Linked DNA regions of Mus musculus: regions 1, 2 and 3 are each linked to region 4. Evidence: chromatin contacts called from public ChIA-PET, HiChIP or PLAC-seq and Micro-C data. All regions are on one chromosome and are shown on one strand. The core of a region is the stretch at or near the end of the contact, and the rest is flanking DNA. Distances in the headings are between cores, read along the strand shown.

Region 1 (3,521 bases), core at 966-3,465, 290 kb before region 4:
CAATAACTGAAAATTACTACTTTGGGAAAAGGTAAGGTCTCCTGCTAGTGGGTAAGCATAGTCTCCCCATGGATCAGTGACTTATACATCTACCCACAAGGGACAGAAGATGTTCCCCAGGCTCTGTTCCTTACGAAAATGTAGCTTATATGAGAAGGACAATCCAAAAATCTACCCATAGTGGACTAAAATATAGTTTAGAAGGAATTGCTGGTTGGCAGTCAGAGGGGACTGTCTCAATAGTGTACAGAAAAACTCCTAAAATACAAATTTGAAAGGACCACATTTCCCTTATTTGGCAATGATAGAGCACAGGTTTGTGAAGATTGATGCCTTCCAGAGATTTCTACACGTCAGAGTGAGACGTCCATCCCATTATTCTTCTCAAGCCTCTCAGGTCTCAGTGTTGTGTGCGCTTTGCCTTTCTCCCCAGGAATGATCAATGCAGTGTGAACAGGAAAGCCTGTCCTACACAGAGTGCTCAGAAGAAAGCCTGCCCTACAGTGTGCTCTGAGGAAAACCTGCCCCACCATGTGCTCAGGGAGTCACTGGCCTCCACAAAGCTGCTGGCAATGTGACATTTGCTGAACAACTAACATCTCTGGTCTGATTAAACAGGCATGGATAAATGGCAACAATGATCTAAGAGAAAGTCTAATTTTTAAACTGGATACAAAGTTGAGCTCCTTAACCCTCTCACAGTTGCCTCAAACTTGCAAACAAAACAGAACTAAAAGCACCAGTAAATAAGTGAACTGTAAATATGGCAGCAATGGTTTTGGTATGAAGAATTCACCTCTACAGTACACAGCAAGGAATACAGAGTTGTTTAGAAAGTGTGTTCTCTAATCTATAGTGATGAGAGCAACTGAATCATACTCTTCCTCACACCCACAGAGATTCACAGGTCTCTCACTAACATGGGGTAATAGTCCTAATACTTCCTGAGTTACTGCTGAAAATGACTACTGGCTATCAGCTGAGATGTGGGACTACAGATGCTATTTGAGGCTTTATAATGTCCTTTTCAAAAACAGAAGAGATTGGAATTGACCCCAAGCTTCCCATGCTCCACCATGAGAATGACAACTCAAATTCATCCTTGTGAGCATTTCTCTTGGAGTACACACTTAGTCCTCAGTTCTCCATCGCTGACTTCACATTACAGATTTGTGCTGCTTCCTATCATCCAAACTATGTCAAGATGAAAATTTAAGGCCTGCGGTGGTGGCACTGGTGCCAGCACTCAGGAGGCAGAGGTAGGTGGATCTCTGGTCTACAGAGTGAGTTCTGGGAAAGCCAGGACTACATAGCAAAACCCTGTCTTGAAAAACAGCAAAGTTTTAAAAAAAGAAAATGAGAATTCAACACTTTAAATTGAATAATGCCACATCAATAACTCAACAAATACCAACAATAAACATATATTTTGCATTGGAGTTACTTATCACAGTTGCTTTAGAAGCATATCAGGCATTTAAGGAGAAAAATTAGAGCTACACTTGGTTCTGGTAGAGAAGCTAAAGGGAATGAGGTCGAAAAGCATTAAGAGCGCAGTCAAGGACCCTGCCTAGTAGAACGAGGCCATAAGACATTCTATAAGGCTCCAGGCAATGTGGGACACACCTATAACCACAGGAAGAAGCACGGAGCTGTAGGCCAGCCTCGGTTATGGAACAAAATCTTGTCTCAGGTGGATATAAAAATGTTTTCTCACTAGGTCCAATGACAAGACACTGTATTGGCATATTAATAAATTTCTATGCTAATAAATTATTGGTGTATACTTAACCCACAAGGCTGTAGGCTCTAATGAGACAAAACCACATTGATATAACCACAGAAATAGATAATGGGACAATAATGGAAACTGAAAACTGTAGCAACTGCTCGTGCTTCTGTGACATGCACCGCTGACTGTGGTGTCAACAGACCAGACAGTAACCCAGGGAGGACAAAACACTGCTAATTTTGCACTTCTTTAGCAGAGTAGGAAAGGAATTAACTACATTCTTTCCTCTTTCTGGTGCTTATATTTTTAAAATTCTATTAGTATCTCACAGATTTCTCAAGAGGAAAGCTGCGTGTATCAGAATTAACAGGAAGGATAGGCCATGGGAAAATAAAACCAACAAGCAACCTTGCTGTTCTGCACTTCACAGGGCTGTCACTCGTACTAGAAGAACGTCACTTTGAAGCCCTGTTTGCATTCCATTTTTAACTAGAGGGAAGAGGATGGAGGTCTTTGGTTTCTATGACAACCCAGATGGGCCATAATACAAGATACTTACAAATGTTCAATTGCAGGAATGCCAAATCAAATTAAGGCAGAGTTAGCACTACTTCATAAAAACTAGATGGAGAGAAAACAAAATACTTATGGCAAATGATGCCATTTCTAGAAGTGGTTCTGAAGGATCTCACAAGAAAATATAAAGAGTAACTATTTTTAGTACAAACAAATAAGACAGCAAAACTAATATATAAAAATAAAACTCCAGTTTACATGAGTAAATGCTTTCATTAACATCTGACTACTGACGACTGGAAAATTACTACCTCACTTAATGCTTTCCTGTTTGTTGGTTGTTGTTGTTGTTGTTGTTGTTTTAATCCCTCCCAAATAACAGGAATTTCATTAGTGATTTGAGTCACTGCAACCTGGCTGGTTAAACACTGAGTAAACCTCCTCTGAGTGATTTGTCCTTTGCTCCATACTCACGATTGGATTTGGCCTTCACAGCTCAAAATAATTACAAGATGCCAGTGCTGCAAAAAGAAATTAATTTGTAGCCTACATTTACATTTTGTGAAATTTACTTATTACTATTCCCTATCAGTAATTTATCACTTTGTATTTATTAATTGTGATTTGAGAGTTACCCCCAGTGAACACTTTTGGCTTTTTAAAAGTATCATTTTGAAAAACAAACAAACAAAAAACATGTAACCTCATCAAAACATTTGAGGTGGGAAATGTTTTGTAGTCAAAGTTAATAAGAATGTATTTACAGGACAGAGTTTACCACTGGGGCAAGGTGGGCAGGTTGCATAACCTTACAGAATCACCAGGGAATTTATCAAGTGTACAACCTGCAAACAGATTCAGCACAGGGGGTATACACATGTACATACACACATGTACATACACATACATACACAAACCCCAGAGCTCCTGGTTTGTATACTTACTCAAGTCTCTTTGCAAAAGCCAAATTTGCAATTTGAAATTGAAAATATAGTCCTCAAAACAAAGTACCCTGTGTTTTAAATATTAAGTAGATCGATAGTATTATTGTTTTAATACTTAATATACAGGCTAAGTAATTACACGCAGGATAGTATTATTGTTTTAAACTTAATATACAGGCTAAGTAATTACACGCAGACGTGTCTGCTGCTGAAACATTTAACTAAGGCTATGACTCTGACTTCAAAGGCATCTGAACTTGTTTTGCTCAGTTTGTTTCTATGACTTCTTTCCAAATGGCATGAGTCTGTTTAGAAATATTGTGAGATTA
Region 2 (3,347 bases), core at 693-3,192, 370 kb before region 4:
ACAACCAGCTGTAATGGAATCGGATGCCCCCTTCTGGTGTGTGTCTGAAGACAGCTAAAGTGTACTCATATATGCAAAATAAATAAACCTTAAAAAAAAAAAAAGACATCTGTAGGATTTAGTTTGTTTTTTGGAGACAGGGTTTCTGTGCGTAGCCCTGACTGCCCTGGAACTCACTCTGTAGAACAGGGTGGCCTTGAACTCGAAAATCCGCCTGCCTCTGCCTCCCAAGTGCTGGGATTAAAGGCGTGCACCACCATTGCCCAGCCTTGTTTTTTGTTTGTTTGTTTGTTTTATTTTGTTTTTTAAAAGAAAAGAAAAGAAACTTCATGCATGAGACTACCAACAATTGATCTGCGGCTCATGTGGGCATGCCTCACTCTCTGAGACAACGACATGTACCACACGTGCTGGTCATTACTGTTTTCCTCCCAAGTCCCTGAGCTTCCCACCCCCAGCTCCTGGCAAAGTTCTCACCACAGGCAACTTTTTTCGAAGCTCCTTCCTCAGGATCCCGTCATTGAGCAGCACCAGCAGGTTCGAGGCAGAGTACACTGAGAAGCAGATTGTGGTCTTGAGAGGCCGGCCCTGCTGTGGCCTTCACCCCTCTCACCCTTACCCCAGAGCCCTACCGATCACAGCTACCCACAGACTGTGTGGAAACCAACAAGCCTCTCCGCCCACTACCTCAGAGCCCCATTCTCTCCATGATGACATCTGAGCCAGTAAGAAATGAGCTGATTGGAGTGACAAGCCAGCCCTTGCTCTGCTGGACAGCACTGGTTACTGAGCTGCTCAAAACTGCCTGTCATGTTCCAAACAGCCAAATGTGTGGTCCCACCAACTCATCTTTGCTCTCTTCAGATGGTCCCCCCTGAAGGACTACATCACACCTACCTTTCAAAATCCCCCTCATCCTTTCATGATCTTCACTACCCCCACTAAGCAAACAGAGCCCTTACAGCAGGGAGGTGGGGGCACTTGAACACTGGTCCTGACATCAAGGACTTTTCTGAACTTGTATTCCTTCAGCTAGACAGAACAACAGTGCCCTTCTCATACTCATAGGTCTGATGAACTAGCAAGGTCAGGAAAGTTGCTTAATCCTAAGCAAAACCAGGAGTGAGAAGCCAGTCAGAGCCCTCACAGGTCGCCCAACTCTGGGGACACCAACTGTCTTGGGCGATGGACAGCTGATCTAGAGGGAAGCTCAGGACCTTCAATCAAGGTTCCGCTGGAAGCCTTCTCCCTCCCCAGCCCAGAGTCCAACTTACCCAGTTCAGACAGCTCGTGTGAATCGGAGAAGCGACCTAGGGAAGAAGGTATAGAAGGCGTTGGTGAGCGTCTGTTTTACCCTGCGGCTTTGGGTTCTCTAGTTTCCTCTACGCCACAGGAACCCAGACAGAACTGAAGCACCGCGACCACTACCCTGGGTCAGCAGGCAAAGAGCCATAGGGTTCCTGGGTCAGAGTCCCCAAGAAATGGGTCAAAGGTCAGTGTGGCACCTGCCAGCAGGTAACTGAGGCCCCGCACAGCCGTCTCCAACTGGGCCGTGGCGGCTGGATGACGAGTCACATACTCCTGGTAGCGGAGGCTCAGGAGCCGTAGCTTCTCCATCCTGCTCTGGCCACTGACAGTCCCACCGGCCGACAGCAAGGCTGGCAGCGGCGCCCTGCGTCCTGAGCCCTCCTTCCTGCTTCCGGCCCTAAGCCCGCCTCCCGGTTGCTCAACTTCCGCAGCCCAGGAGGACTTAGACCCGCGGAGCCCCTGAACGCCCCTTCACCCCATCTCTAGCGCCTCCTCCCCGAGACCGGGAGCTCCCACCCTCCCTCCTTCCAGCCATTGGCTCCTTCTCTCTCCGCCCTGAAGCTCTCTAGAGCTTCTGGCACCCGATCTGCAGCCTCCTTGGTTGGCTGTCTTGGCGCCTGCGTAGTTACAACTTGCGGGCAGGCTGAACAGTTCATACTAGAGAAGGTACTAAGGAGCCTCAGACTTTCTCAGAAGATCGCCGAGAGCTCGAACGGGAGGGTCGGGAAGCAAAGAGTTTGGGATTTAAGGCACAGGGAACCTTGAAATTGTCGTAAATAGGTCTCAGCAGCCGCCAGTCTCGAGTTTTTCACAAAAGCCAGTGCCGGGTTTTTGCTGGGGCAAGCCTAACCAGCAGATTTAGAACAGTGGCTTCGGCTCCAGTTTCTTCAGAACACATGGACCCCCAAAACCCGTACCCGATGACTCCCTCCTTGGAGAATACCCTGGCCTATCCCTCTGCTCTCCGTTTAGGGACGACCCTGCGCATTAGCTTCCCCGATCTGCACCTCGGGTTTCCTCATCTACAAAATTATTTGGGCCCGACTTGGACCTTGAACTCGGAATGAATCCCAGCGTTTTCCGGCCCTTGGATGCACTTCCAGGTTCTAAGCTGGCCTCCAAGAGTTGGTGGAAACTCCTATGGCTCCATTCATGAACTGAGCTGCAATGCTGTCAAGGTGCTGCAGAAGTGGAGGGAGGGAACCGTTCCTGGGAGGCAGTTGATTGGCTGTGGGAAGAGGGGGCTTGGCAAATCTGCGCCATTGCGGACTCCGCCCGCGAATTTATGGTATATAAAGAATTGTAATACATTTAATACCCTACCAGATATTATCTTTAGACAAGGACAGAATATGCCGTTACGCCCATCCACTATATTACGTGCATGTACGAAAATGTCATAATGAAGCTCATTATTTTAGTTTGCATGTTTTGAGACAGGATCTCACTGTGAACCCCTGGCTGGCCTCAAATGCATAGAGATCTGCCTACGTCTGCCTCCCAAGTGCCGGGATTAAAGGCATGTGCCAGCACAAGAGACAAAGCACATTGTTTTGTACAATTAATAAAACACTAATAAAAATTCTCATTAGAGAGCTGGAAAGATGGATTCAGGAGTTAAGAAATGCTCGTTTAACCGGGCAGTGGTGGCACACACCTTAATCCCAGCACTTCGGAGGCGGAGGCGGAAGCAGAGGCAGGCAGATTTCTGAGTTCGAGGCCAGCCTGGTCTACAAAGTGAGTTCCAGGACAACCAGAGGTACACAGAGAAACCCTGTCTCGAAAAACCAATAGCCTGAGCCAGAACCAGGCGGTTTAAGCAGCACACTCACCAGGAATTTAAGGCACAGGGAATGAAGTGTCCCAACATGCCACCACTTCCTTCCCTTTCTTTGATCCATGTGGAGCCAGGCTCCCATTGTTGCCAACCACTCGTGCCAGCAAAGATTCAAGGAAAGGTGCGGTGAGCCTCAGAAGAGTCTGGTATGGGAACTGTGGAAGTCGTTTTTCACCCTGTCCTGAGGCCTCACGTGCTCCTC
Region 3 (3,446 bases), core at 677-3,176, 300 kb after region 4:
TGACATTTGCAACGCAGCGACTCATAGAGGCCTGGCTAATTCCAATTGCATCTCCCATCCGAGTCTGGAAGGACCCTGAGGTATAAAACCCTAATGCTGCCAGGATCTGTGTCTCAGGGCTAATAGCCCTAGATCTCTGAGTAGGCCGAGAAAGGCTTGCCCCCAAGAGTTCCACTAAGAAGTATATGAATTGTCGGGGGAATCCATACATGGACATCAAGTATTCGTCAGTCACATCATCCAGCTTAAAACGGTCCAAGGTCCGGTGACCTCGGCCATACAGCAAGAGATCACAGTCAAGCACTGTTATTGGAATAGCCATTGCTAATGTGGAGGTCCTCTTCTATCTGCTTTTCCCGAATTTTTCCCAGCGCAGTAAGTATCAGAATTCAACAGCTAACCATCAGTTAAATGGCTCTGACATTTATAATCTTCTTTCTGTAAATGTTAATTAAAAGAAAAAAATAATTAGAAACGTGATCCAAACCATACCAAATGACTCAAAACCTACACCTTTTTCAGCCATTCACTTGTTAACTCTAGATTTATCTCCACTGACTCACTATTGTATGACAAACTTGATCTAATTTGCAGACAATAAGAGTTCAATCCCAGTGGCTCATCTACTGCCTGGCATTTCAACTGAGAACAACACATGAGAACAAACAATTTACAAGGTAAAAGAGGTCTGTGGCAACCAGGAGACAGCTGACAAGTTGAAAACACCTTAAGGGTTACTCAGAGGTTTGTTTTGCAAAGCCCTATGGCTCCACAGATGAGGGAGTGCTCAAACCAGTCCAACTAGAGATGTAGAACAAAGGGGGGGTGGGGGGGGGGGAGAAAGGAAGAAAGACAGTCTGTGGCCCTGCCTGGGGACCTACACTGTCTGCTGTAACAGGCTTTCCCTTCATCTCAAGAGACCCAAATCCCGAAGCTTTAGGCTAGAAAGGAAGGAAGAGTATAAAAGGAAGGAAAGGAGGAAAAAGCTAAGTGAACCAGGTAGGTCTGGAACACCGAGGCCACTTTTCAACCCGCTTTCAAAACAGTATTAAGGGACAAAGATGGCTCCGAGGGCACAGGGTTTGCCTGTGAAGCCTGGTGAAATAAATTAGTTGGCTATCTGAGATCCATATGGTGGAAAGAAAGAATCGTCCAACACCCTTGCCACATCACGCCCGCCTCCAAAACATAAATGTATTTAAAAAGTTTATTCCTTTAAAAGCCGTGTAAGTAAAGATGCCCCAGCCAGGAATGGGCTCACTGTACTTGGGAAGTGTAGACCAGAAGATCATGTGCGAGGCAAGCGTGGACTACGAGCACCAGTCAAAACAAAGTAAAACAAAACAAAAAGCTCCTAAGGCTGGTCCAGCCTGTAATGTTAGCATTCTGGAAACTGGGTAGCATCGCCGCGTGCTCCATGCCTGCTGGAGCTACATTACGTTCAAAGCTAACCTGAGTTACACAGCGAGACCTTGTCTCAAAAATAGTAAGATAACCAAAGTCTGGCTGCTCGACCCAGAATAACCGAACGCTGATCGCCACCTTTCCGTAGCTACCGGATTAACCGGAGCACTCTCCACCCTCGGGGCCGAAGAAGGCCCGCCTCCGGAACCCACGGCCGCACACAAGCCGCCACGGTGCGCAACAGCCGCACCTCCCCTTCCGCGTCAGCGCCCGCCCCACGCCGCGTCATCAGCACCTCGGCCACCGCGGCCTGCGCTTCGCTTCCGTACATTCTACACGAAGCCCAGTCTCCAACTCCCTAAATTCCTTCCCAAACCCTTTTTTTTCTCCTAAAAGGCTTTAAAATTAATCATATGATTTATTTCTGGAAATAAGCCGCCTTTCTTGAAGACTCTGATGTACAGAAATATTAAATAGGTCGTTTGTGGTGTAGCGAAAGTGCAGCTGAATTTAGGCAGCTGCATTTCCTCCGTAGCGCTCTACCTCCCCACCGCCTGCACTGAAGCGGATGAAAACAAACACTAAGGATGGCGGCGCCGGGCAGCGACTGGTTGCTGGCTTAGGGCGGGAGAGATCGTTTGACGTGTGAAGGGGAAGCTCTGAGAAAAACCAGTCCACACCAGTCCGACAGCTTTTTCAGTTCTGGGATCCCGGAGCCTCGTTAGCGTGAGATATCTCTCTGCGACCTGTGCTGTCACTACCGCCCGGGAGCGCGGAACCCTCTGCTGGGAGGTGCAGTTGGCCGGCCCCAGGCCCCGGCCTCCGGAATGAGAGCCCGGAGCCACTCTCTGTGCCGTAGCTTCGCAGGTACTCACTTTTGAGGGTAATAACCCCCGGATCTTTCAGCGCCCCCGAGTGGGAGGTCACTGATCTGTGTTCCCTTGGCCACCACCTTGGGGACGCCCAAGCCAAGCAACCGAGGTTCAGTTCCATAATCCCCTGATTATGTTTTCTACGAGAAGTTGGGTTGGTGTAGACCCTGTTGGCTCTTGAGGCGTCCCAACCGTTACAGACATCCCCCGAAATTTTCTTGCTACTTTATTGTCTCTTTGAGTTATGTCAAAAAGATCTATTGGAGAACATTTGTAGGGCCGTAACTCCGGTGTTGGGTATCAAGGTAGGTTAGGTAAGTTTTCAGTCAATCAAAAAAAATTTTTAATGCCAAGTATGAAGTCCTCCTGTAAGTGAGGGTGACTTGACTAGTGAAAAAGGGGACTATGTTCTTACTGGCAGTGGAATAACCTGCGAAAACCTATTCTCATTAAATCTCTGAATTAAGTGGCTAAGCACCTTCTTGGGTTGTAAATCTCTCATTCACTTTTTTCCTAGTTAATCTGCTCAATCTATCCTCAAGGTAACATTCCTTTGTTGGCTCCCCCCTCCCCACTTCGGTGGTAGCCCGTAGCCCAGGTTGGCCTTAAACTCCTGTGCTTCAGTTATCTTCTTCACTCAGCCTCCTGAGGAGCTGAGAATACCGACGCAGGCTGTCACAGGCCTAGGTTGGGATAGTTGGAAACAGGGTTCACCTATGCAGCCAGGGTTTGTTTGCCTTGAGTTACTGATCCTCCTTTCCCGGCATCGTAAGTGTTGAGATTATCTAGCATATACCATCATGTCTAGTTTTGAAATTCTCCTAATGAAATATGTATAAATTTATTTATATGTATATGTTTATATGTATACAATAATTATATATCTATACACAAACACATACGTGTTCTTACTTGAGGTTTAACCTATCACTCTGCTCAGTCTACTACAGAGCTATATTCACAACCAATTAATCTCTGCTTTTTGAGACAAGATCTTTTTGTGTATTACACTTGTTGGCCTGGAACTCACTATGTAGACTAGGCTAGTATTGAACTTGTTAGCAGTCCTATTGCCTCTGACTCCCCAGGTCTGGGCTATAGGCATGTAATACAACCAAACAACACTATCTATCTATCTGCTCTTGTAGGTTTTTGAGACAGGATATTTAT
Region 4 (3,320 bases), core at 573-3,072:
CTGGCTCCAAACTCATAGAGATCCACCAACTTCTGCCTCCCAAGTGCTGGGATTAGAGGTATGCATCACCAGACCTGGCCTTTGGTGGGGTTATGGTACTGGTGATAGAAGCCAGGGCCTCATGCATACATAGCATGTGCTCTAACCTCTGAGCGACATTCTTTGAATTGGTGTCCATCTGACCCTATCTGATGAGTTTCTCATTGGGCTTGTGTTACTGTCTGGTAGTGTCCCTCTATGTAAACTGGGGTGCTATGGGTGGAGTACTAATATACATATGATAGACCCTGTGCAAGACAAATCTCAATGTATCAGTTGTGGGGGTAGGGGTGGTTTGTATCTCTCATTGTGTCATGTCAGAGAAATGGAGATTCCCTGGGTGGAAGGTCCCTCCCATCCCAGCTCTGAGATGCAGTGTACACATGTGCACTCACAGAAGCAGCCCTGTGTATTTGGATTTAGGTTTCATGGTTAATCGTTGAATAAGGGAAAAACAGGTCAACCCAGCACCAGCCCTTCCTTGGCCTGTAGGAAGAGGGCCTGATAGGAGGTTAGAGCAGCAGACTCCCTGTAACTCCCACACCTGCCAGGAGGGCTCTAGGAAGACTTTATCCCTTCTAGGTCCAGAAAGGCTAAACAAAGAAGGAGCTGACTTCTGACCCTGACCGCTCAATTCAGGGGGAACACAAACAGTAACCCAGGAGAAACCTGGGCACACCACCTGACCATGCCTGGACCTCAGAGCAGAGCCAAGTAGGGCTCTCCATCTGGGGCCTCCTGAGTTCTGGTTCAGTATCTATGCCCTTTCGTCAGGCAGCCAAGAGCCTGTCTCTAGAAGACAAGTTCTTAGTCTCTTAGGGCCCCCAAATACCTGGATGGTGATGTTTAAGGACAAGGAGATCTACTGACAACTGGGGACCCAGAAGCCCATATCTCTGGGCAGTCTTAAGTTTCCCTCACCCAACTCCCACCCACACTGGACACAGCAGTGACTCACAGCAGTGGCCTTTGGGCTTGAAATGGAGGCAATTATCTAGTGATCACTAGGCAAGTAACCGTCCGGGAATGTGTGGGTCAGTGTGTTAGGGGACAAGAGGCGTCTGCTGCCCTCCCTGGGAAAAGAACGAGGGAAATGTGAGAGGATTCCCCTCCCATCTCTTCCCAGAGCTTATTTTCTCAGAAGGAAAGTTCGCAGGGGATTTCCCCCACCCCTGATCCCACATCTCAGTCTGGACCAACTTAGGTCTCTCCCACGCAGCACGGGCTGAATCTCTCTGGATCAGGGTTTGGTGCAGAAACCAGAGCACCAGTGCAGGCATCAGAGAACCAGGTCCAGGTCTAGGGGAAAGAGATGCACAGTGGCTGCTTGTACGTATACCACAGCTGACCGCTGCGTCCAGATATTTTCACTGTCTGCAGTGACCCCTTTGCAAGGGTTAAGGAAAGAAAGAGCTCAGTCTGTACAACCCTGGGAACGTCTCCTCTCACACGAGGGGCTGGCTGGGGCTCCATTCGTGCCACCCCATGGTAAGATTACTGGAAGGAGCGGAGGGGCAGAGCTGGAAGTGAGTTGCTCTCTCTCCGTTCGCCTATCATCGCGAGTGGCCACACGACTGATTAGGGTCGTGGAATTGCCATCTCAGCTCTGCCCCAGACACAAACTAAGAACTGATTATATCCCCCCTCCCCCGTGTAGCAAGCTTCCAGGTCTAGGATCCTACTCTGCGCAACCGCGTTCCTGGTCAGGCGGGCGGTGGCTCGCAGCCTCCTATCATTGGCCAGGAGCTTCTCTGCTCTCACCAATGGCAAGCGGGATTCCTGGGAGGGGCGGGGCCCAAGAGGCCGATTAAGCCACGTAACTGCAGCACTGAGCGAGCAGGGCTCCCTCCACCCCTAAAATTTAAAGGGCGGGCGGCTGAGCTGTAGCGCCAAGGAGAGAAGCAGCAGCCGGGGAGGCAGGGTGCCGGCCTGAGAGCCGGAGGTCTGGGGACCTCTCCTTCCAGGGAGTGGAACCGGCGCCTGTTGCCCGTGGCGGCCGAGAAAGAGCTGATATTGGCACAAGTGTAGGAAAAAGTCTTTAAGGAGGAGGGAAATATCTCCAGTGCCTCCTTCTCTGGCTTCCCACCCCCGTTGCCTGTACGGAATGGCACCCCCCCCAAGACTGCCCACCCTAACAGAACACCCCGCCCCCTCAAACGCTGGCGTGAGCCTTCTGTGAACTCCTGGCCACCGGCCTTCCTCCCCCCTCCCCCGCCCCCCAGCGCCACCCCCTATTTCCATCAGACAGCCTAAATATGATTCTTGTGTGTCTGTGTGAGCTGGAGGAAGGCTCTATAGCGGGCGAGAGCGACCAGGGCCAGAGATGGGGAGGTTTGAAATCTCTAGAGTGAGCTTTACGGGGATGGAGGGAGGTGGGTATAGAACATAAGGGAAACCTCCTTACCCTCAGTTCAATCCCAGAGCTGCGGAGAACCCCATCCGAAATACTAGTGACACGCCTTGTGACTGTGGGTAAATGGCTTGCTCTTTCTGGATTTTAGCTTTCTTGTTAGCAAATGAGTTGAGGGGCATAGACCACTGACTTTCTCGGGTTCCTGCTGTCTCACAGCATAACTGAGATGCCGGCTCAATGCCAGACATCAGATGGAAGTAGGCTACATTATTCAGTGAGCAGCTACTGGTGGCAATGCTCCCATGAGAGGCTGATGCGTCTAGGTGCTATGTGACAGGACCACCATCCACCCAGCACTCCAGGAACCTGGGACAGGGAGGAATGAGCGCGGGAGCTCCTCTACCCCACCCTGCCTGCCCCTTGGCCGCCCTCTTCTTCCACTTGGCTCCCACCGCTCCCAGCCTGCTGAGCGTTGGCTGTTGTTTCTAGCAGGTGGGGTGGGGGGTGTCTCACAACACCCGGCCATTTGAGGCCCCCTAGCAAGTTCATTCGGGCACCCCCAAAGAGGGTCCTCGCTTATTTTCCTAAAACTGGAAAACCTTCAGGGACCCCTAACCCAGGCTGGAGGGGGCTGGCTCTTCTCTCCCAGGCCCCCGGGAAGGGGGTTGGCAAACTCTTATCGCCTGCGGAGCAGCTGCTGGAGAAATACCGTGGCCGCTGACTCATGGCTCTTCCAGCTCTGTGCAACCCCCTCCCCTGGGCCCCACCGCAGCCTTGGAGAGCGCCCCACCACCACCATCACCGCATCCCAATCCCCGAGTTCGGCTGGAAGGAAGCGCCCCCAGGTGGGATGGCCTGGTTCTGCTGCGGATGTGAACCTCTCAATCATGGCCTGGGATGATGGTCGTTAGAATGGATCATACATCCC

Evidence for each region. Hi-C and Micro-C count contacts between places; a contact is called where the count stands out from the background. ChIA-PET counts read pairs in DNA pulled down with a chosen protein or histone mark. HiChIP or PLAC-seq counts read pairs in DNA pulled down with a chosen protein or histone mark.
Region 1: an H3K4me3 HiChIP or PLAC-seq map of forebrain shows a contact between it and region 4, with 2.7 times the contacts expected there. The contact joins two enhancer-like sites. A contact is called at or near these places in 1 of 15 datasets of contacts at CTCF or cohesin (the NIH/3T3 cell line), 6 of 484 Hi-C or Micro-C datasets (B cells, the Ba/F3 cell line, the C10 cell line and 3 more), 5 of 115 datasets of contacts at active chromatin or transcription factors (the NIH/3T3 cell line, embryonic forebrain, embryonic stem cells and 2 more) and 2 of 9 other capture datasets (adipose tissue and embryonic stem cells).
Region 2: a contact with region 4 is called in a Micro-C map of embryonic stem cells, with 2.0 times the contacts expected there. The contact joins the promoter of Pex16 here to the enhancer-like site in region 4. A contact is called at or near these places in 20 of 39 promoter capture datasets (the 3T3-L1 cell line, 3T3-L1-derived adipocytes, the C10 cell line and 11 more), 1 of 15 datasets of contacts at CTCF or cohesin (the NIH/3T3 cell line), 12 of 484 Hi-C or Micro-C datasets (B cells, the G1E-ER4 cell line, the HPC-7 cell line and 4 more), 31 of 115 datasets of contacts at active chromatin or transcription factors (the 230-238 cell line, the SCID.adh cell line, Th17 cells and 17 more) and 3 of 9 other capture datasets (adipose tissue, embryonic stem cells and liver).
Region 3: a contact with region 4 is called in an RNA polymerase II ChIA-PET map of effector CD8 T cells, with 19 read pairs. The contact joins the promoter of Atg13 here to the enhancer-like site in region 4. A contact is called at or near these places in 1 of 39 promoter capture datasets (pre-B cells), 2 of 484 Hi-C or Micro-C datasets (muscle stem cells and natural killer cells), 4 of 115 datasets of contacts at active chromatin or transcription factors (the SCID.adh cell line, effector CD8 T cells, embryonic stem cells and 1 more) and 2 of 9 other capture datasets (adipose tissue and pancreatic islet).

Annotation. Positions count from the first base shown.
Region 1 is chr2:92,300,760-92,304,280 of GRCm38.p6, reverse strand. The region is part of intron 6 of Phf21a (PHD finger protein 21A); the gene reads right to left. Among named protein-coding and RNA genes, the nearest start is that of Large2, 69 kb to the left of the region's middle. Within about 2 kb of position 2,215, at least 39 of the 459 cell types and tissues checked have an H3K27ac peak or open chromatin away from gene starts, as enhancers often do. A contact at or near this core is called in B cells, forebrain and stem cell-derived neural progenitor cells, where this site is marked.
Region 2 is chr2:92,373,834-92,377,180 of GRCm38.p6, reverse strand. It overlaps Pex16 (peroxisomal biogenesis factor 16), which reads right to left and starts at 1,942. Exons shown (of 11, transcript NM_145122.2): 1 at 1,506-1,942; 2 at 1,275-1,310; 3 at 478-554. The coding sequence starts at 1,617.
Region 3 is chr2:91,709,072-91,712,517 of GRCm38.p6, reverse strand. Atg13 (autophagy related 13) reads left to right here and starts at 1,926. Exons shown (of 17, transcript NM_001355419.1): 1 at 1,926-2,271. It overlaps Harbi1 (harbinger transposase derived 1), which reads right to left and starts at 1,666. Exons shown (of 3, transcript NM_178724.5): 1 at 1,267-1,666; 2 at 1-438. The coding sequence starts at 322.
Region 4 is chr2:92,006,968-92,010,287 of GRCm38.p6, reverse strand. The region is part of intron 1 of Creb3l1 (cAMP responsive element binding protein 3-like 1); the gene reads left to right. Among named protein-coding and RNA genes, the nearest start is that of Creb3l1, 16 kb to the left of the region's middle. Within about 2 kb of position 1,822, at least 358 of the 459 cell types and tissues checked have an H3K27ac peak or open chromatin away from gene starts, as enhancers often do. A contact at or near this core is called in the 230-238 cell line, 3T3-L1-derived adipocytes, B cells and 24 more, where this site is marked.